Regions from separate parts of the Mus musculus genome. Here region 1 is linked to region 2. The links are chromatin contacts, called in public Micro-C maps. All regions are on one chromosome and are shown on one strand. The core of a region is the stretch at or near the end of the contact, and the rest is flanking DNA. Distances in the headings are between cores, read along the strand shown.

Region 1 (2,700 bases), core at 189-2,688, 68 kb before region 2:
ATGGACAGACCTAGCCCAGGGTGACAGAAAGATGAACATGTTATAATCCCTATCTTGAAGTAGCTAGACAGAGTCTAGTGGGTTACTGCCTTCAGACTGCAGAGAAGCCAAGCCTTACAATGGATACTCCACATCTGGCCAGAGGCCTGTTTGTTCTGCAATGGTTGCTTAAATTGGATTGACCTTGCAAGTATTCGTAAGTCTTGCCATGGGCCAGCATGTCTTTCTGGTTCTGTAGTAGAGCAGAGAGTATGGAGTGGATATTCAAATGGGCACATAAATCAGTAAATCACAAAGATTAGGTCAACAATCCCAGAGATGAGCTATACTAAATTAGAACTCAGGAACAGCTCTCTGAAGACACCATGAGCTGAAGTGGGACTAGACTTGCTGAGTTAGAGGAGGGGCTAGGATTGAGAGGTGAAAAGGGACAGAATGAGATACAGTTCCCAAAACCTAGGCTTTGGGTTTGGTCTGGAACCAGCAAAACCACTCTTTTTCAAAGAAGACAGGGATCTTCCCAAGTAGCCATGATTTGTCTATGTAGGTGGGAGTCTGCCCAGGTAGGTAAGGGCCAGCCCAGGTAGTCAAAAGTCTGTGCAAACAGAGCCCAGGTAGCCAGGGCTCTTGCCCAGGTGGGCAATGCATGATGGTAGAACACTTACTGAGCACAAGCAGAGAAGAGTTCTTTGCAGGGGCTCTGCAGGAGCTTCTTCTCTGTCTGGGAGACCAGGTCCTGTCCAACTTGGGCAATGAAGACTGGGGACTGGAAGAAGGAAATGATTATTAGTGAGAAGGAAGGGACAGGGTAGCTGGAATTGCTCCATAGATGCAGGGTAAAAGATAAAGATACCAGGTGATGGTAGAAAGATGTAGCTACCTGTCCCTGCATATGGTCACCTGCCCTGTCGGCCCCTGTCCCCTACACACACACACACACACACACACACACGTAGGATACATGAGCAGTGTTCAGTGTGGTTGTAGTGGGGTTATTAGACTAGATGGCAGTGAATGAACTCAGACTTAGTGTGAAATTTCTAGCCATGTAACATTATGGAAGTCACTTAGCATCTCAAAGTCTGGTTTCTCCAGTTTCACCCATCTCCCTGCCATGCATTCTTGATAGATGCTCCTAGGACTAGACTCACCAGGTGGATGCCAAGGTGGGATTTTAATACATTAGAGAAAATTTTTGAAAAAATCCAAACGATGTAGTGTGAATTATGAAATTATGCTTTCCCTCCCTGCTACAGAGATGTAGTTATAGGGCTGGAAGACTTGCTAAGGTCCATGAGGCAGTGCCTACAGGGAGATGATCCTGGGGAAAGTGGGAGGGGCAGTAGCAGCTGGCAAATCACTCTTGAATAAAGGTCATGGTTCACTTTCTATTCCTCAGGGTTTCAAATGCTGAAATCCATTCCTTCTTTCCCTGCCCTGCCCTCTTGTGTGGGCTCATCCCCCTTGAGGATTACCTCCTCAGTTGGCTATAACTCTGGTGAAGATGGCCTATGGTGTGGCTGCAAAGCTATTTCACTAAGTTCCAGCTAGAGTACATTTTCCACCATGAACTGTCTTAAGAGGTGGCAGTTCCCTCTGCTTTATGTGTACCCTGCCTGGTCCACTTCTATCCTCTTCTCTGTTCTAAAAACCTACAACTGTGTCCTGCAGAAATGTTTAGTCTCCTGCCAGCCCTTATACCACAACCAGGGACTTGTGTTGCTTTTAACCTCTGACCTTGCCATCCTGTGGCTACATCTCTCTCTCTCTCTGGAAGGTGGGAGGTACTTCAGAGATGCTCAAGTCTGCTTTGAACTTTGGGCACTGATGAATTTTTAAAAGTTTCCCCCTAAGAAGCATATAAATTAGGTTGGAGGCTTCTGGCAGTTTAGTCTCTTCAGAGACAATAACTGCAGGCAATGAGACAGGAGGACAAGCCACTATCTGTAGGCAAATCTGCCTAAGGAGGCAGACTGGTAGGCCATTTGGAATTGGGGGTGGGATAGGGCAGTGGAGGTATGCCTGGTAGATGGCTGCACACTCCATAAGTGTCCATCATTGAGGTGAAAGGGTATGGTCTTGATCCAGTGTGAGTCAGCAAAGACAGCATAGAGATGCCGAGTGTAGGAGCTGTGGGGAAGAAGGGAGCCATTTTAGCTTTACTCAGGAGGGGCCCAAGTTGCCAAACTGTCTGTACTAGGTGCACTTCTGCCAGGGTCCATTTGTTTTTCACCCAGCTTATTCCTTATCAACTGACAGCTGGCATGGGAATGGTAAATAAAGTCAGTGTGGTCTTGACCTCAAGTGCTATTCTCCAGTTAGACATACAAATGCCATACTTTAAGGTGACACCCTATCAGAAAAGCCCCAATGTCCCTAGGTTACATACAATATACAAAATGAACTAAAACCATAACTCGATGGCCTTTACATTTTCTTAGCCCCTGACTTTTCTTTACTTACAAATGAAATTTACTTATGGAGCTAACATTGGAAAGCAATAAAAAAAAGAAAAAAAAAACCCCACAAACCTCTAGCAATGTTTTATATACACTAAAACCCAACCCTGGTCAATAAATGAATAATGGAACTTCTGACACACATTACTTTATTTAATCTATACTGTGACTTTGTGAGGTAGGAACTATTATGTCATTGTCTTAGTCAGGGTTTCTATTCCTGCACAAACATCCTGACCAA
Region 2 (2,700 bases), core at 167-2,666:
TTGCGCCTACGTTGTCACCTGAACCTTGGGGCTAGTGTCATCAGAAGTGGAAATGTTTGTGGTCCTGTCTATATAACTGAATTATGTCCCTTCCCACAGTAGACCAATCACAAATATCTGGAAAGGAAGGAAATATACATCTTATAGTCCTGAAAGCTAAGCCTGCCTTTGCTTGTGACATCCTTTTGCTATCTACTCTCATCCAAAGGGTGACTTCAAAAGCTACCAGAGCTGTACTAATCTTTCAGGCTGGAGGCACAGATGGTGTCTGTTGCCTGATTAAGTCTCTCTTTAACCACCATGGTTTTCTGCAGGAAGTCCACCAAAGTAGCATGGATGTTGACCTACCAAATGTGTCCACATCCACGGAGAAATCGAAACTAACATGGAGATGACTTTTTGCTCTGGGGTTGTGTTTGAATCTAGGAATTGATTCTGCAGAGCTCTGGGACTCTGGGAAACTTACTATTCTCTCTGAATCTCCAGATCCTTATCCATGAGGCAGAACTAGGACATGGCCTCAGGCCCAAAAGGGTTTTGCAGTGATAAATATGTCCATCAGAATCACCTGGTTAGATCATCCTGACAGTGCTGAGACTACTGACTTAGCGGTTTCCTGTCCTCTAATTTGTTCAACCTGCACCCACAGGGCTGTCTCTGATCCTTCTCTTTACTATTCCTCTGACTCTTGGTACTGAGAATGTATATGTAGCAGCTGTCCTACTAACCAGGCTGTGACGCAGTGTCAATTATGTTTTTTTTTTAACCCATCTTCCTAACTTGGGACAGCTCCACCATGCCTAGAGTAAAAGGTGACTATAGGCAGTGTATGGGATTGGCTATCACCTTCATGAGGGTGGTAGATGAGGTCCCTCCTACCTGGAGGCAGGAGGATCATGAGATGGGTTCAGAGATATCATCCAGGCCCTCCAAATCTGCTGAGTTAATAAGTAGAGTTTTGAGAGGCCAGATGGACTGAGGGAAAGGGTTCCATTCAGATTACATAAAGGAGAAGAATGTCCCTGGAATGAAGGAATCAATGAATCAGGGAATGAGCAGAGAAATTTTACAGCGGTCTTTGCCACCAGCAACCAAGAGGAGCAAGAACAAAGCTCTTTGTTGAACAACATGGTTCACCAAAATAGTGACCGCCATGATATAGAAGAAGTGGAGGATGAAGGTGACTAGATCAGGGCCAAGTCTTCCTCTCTGGTGTGGTCACTTAATTCTCCCAACACTCCTAACCCTGATTTGGCAGAGAAGAAGACAGGCTCAAGGGAGTTTAATCACTTGCTCAAAGTCACAGTCAGTGAAGACAGAGCCTGTTGCAAACCCCAGTCTCCTGCCACTATAGTTCTGTTTCTTGCTGCCTCCCTCCAGACTCATTCAGAGCTCACTCCCTTTATTCCCAGAACCTGATTGATGAGTCAGGGCAACACTTTCCCTGTTCCCCAGTGGTAGGGCCATTCTGTGCTGCTCCAAGCAGGGGTTCCCCCCAAAACTTCTAACAACACGCCAGCACCTTACTGTGCTAGCAGAATGTCCCCTCCTCCAACTCACCCACGCCTCCCCTTGAGGCCTGCTGAAGCCCAGAATTAGATAAGTGCCCTGAGCAAGCAGTATAACTGAACATATCTCCCTGGGATCATTTCTGACAAAAGCAAAGCAAACCAAAGCAAACCCAAAAAAAAAAAAAAAAAAAGGAAGCAGCTATTTCAAAGTTGATGGCAATAGTTTCTCTCAGCCCACATTTCCCTTTTGAAAGAACTTAGAGCAGAAAACAAGATCCCTCAGCAATCAGTGCGGAGGGGTAAGTGACTTTGCCCTCTCTGGAGGGAACAAAAATGTTCAAGCAAGAATTCCAGAGGTGGAAAAAAAAAAAAAAGCAGAATTCTGGGTTGAGGAATCAGCTCAACTGGTAAAGGTGCCCATTGAACATTTTTGGGAACCTGAGTTCAATCCTTACAACCAAGATAAAAAGAAAATAAAAGAATTGATTCCACAAAATTGTCCTCTGACCTCCTGCTCCCCACCAAACACGCACACACACACACACACACAAACACACACTGTGGGAGGGGCACGCATCTGGTCAGGCATGGGAACTCCCCTGTAACTCCAACTGTTCAGAATGCTGAGGCAAGAGAAAACAATTCAAGGCCTATTTGGGTTACAGAGTAAATTCAAGGCAAATGTAGTCAACTTGTTAGGAGCCTGTCTTATGATAAAATGGGGGAAGATGGGTGGCAGAGCATTTATTTAACATGAATGAAGCCCTGGGTCCCATCTGCACCAGAGGGGAAAAAAAAGTAAAATATGACAAAATAAAAATTAATTATCTGACTTCTGGGCCAGGAAACATGACAGTTGGGACAGGCTATTCCCTCCTATGCCACAGTACAATCTATTTGCTACCAGTGGTTATTGCTTTGTCAATTTTACTTTTCTTCTTTCTAAATTCTGTTTTTGAAATTTCATCCATAGATATATGTTTAACATTCATCTCTCTGTCTGTCTCAATGCTCCATACACACATGCATTATCACAGTACAGCGGAAGTCAGACAACTTTTGGAAGTTCAAATTAAGACTGGGTCTCTCTTGTTTCTGCTGTTGTACTTATACTCCTGGCTAGCTGACCCACAAGCTTCAGCACCATTGTCCTGTCTCTTACTTCCATCTCCCTTAGCTCAGGAACTGC

Evidence for each region. A called contact is a pair of places that touch in the nucleus more often than the background predicts.
Region 1: a Micro-C map of brown adipocytes shows a contact between it and region 2, with 2.1 times the contacts expected there. The contact joins two enhancer-like sites. A contact is called at or near these places in 5 of 39 promoter capture datasets (the 3T3-L1 cell line, the C10 cell line, HPC-7-derived erythroid cells and 1 more), 7 of 484 Hi-C or Micro-C datasets (the G1E-ER4 cell line, bone marrow-derived dendritic cells, bone marrow-derived macrophages and 4 more), 4 of 115 datasets of contacts at active chromatin or transcription factors (bone marrow-derived dendritic cells, bone marrow-derived macrophages, embryonic fibroblasts and 1 more) and 2 of 9 other capture datasets (adipose tissue and liver).

What each region holds. Positions count from the first base shown.
Region 1 is chr19:61,066,614-61,069,313 of GRCm38.p6, reverse strand. It overlaps Grk5 (G protein-coupled receptor kinase 5), which reads right to left. Exons shown (of 16, transcript NM_018869.3): 5 at 666-766; 6 at 1-10. It also overlaps a transcript of Zfp950 not described here. Among named protein-coding and RNA genes, the nearest start is that of Gm22520, 54 kb to the right of the region's middle. Within about 2 kb of position 1,438, at least 3 of the 459 cell types and tissues checked have an H3K27ac peak or open chromatin away from gene starts, as enhancers often do. A contact at or near this core is called in brown adipocytes, where this site is marked.
Region 2 is chr19:60,998,752-61,001,451 of GRCm38.p6, reverse strand. All of the region lies in intron 2 of Grk5 (G protein-coupled receptor kinase 5), which reads right to left. Among named protein-coding and RNA genes, the nearest start is that of Gm22520, 13 kb to the left of the region's middle. Within about 2 kb of position 1,416, at least 36 of the 459 cell types and tissues checked have an H3K27ac peak or open chromatin away from gene starts, as enhancers often do. A contact at or near this core is called in brown adipocytes, where this site is marked.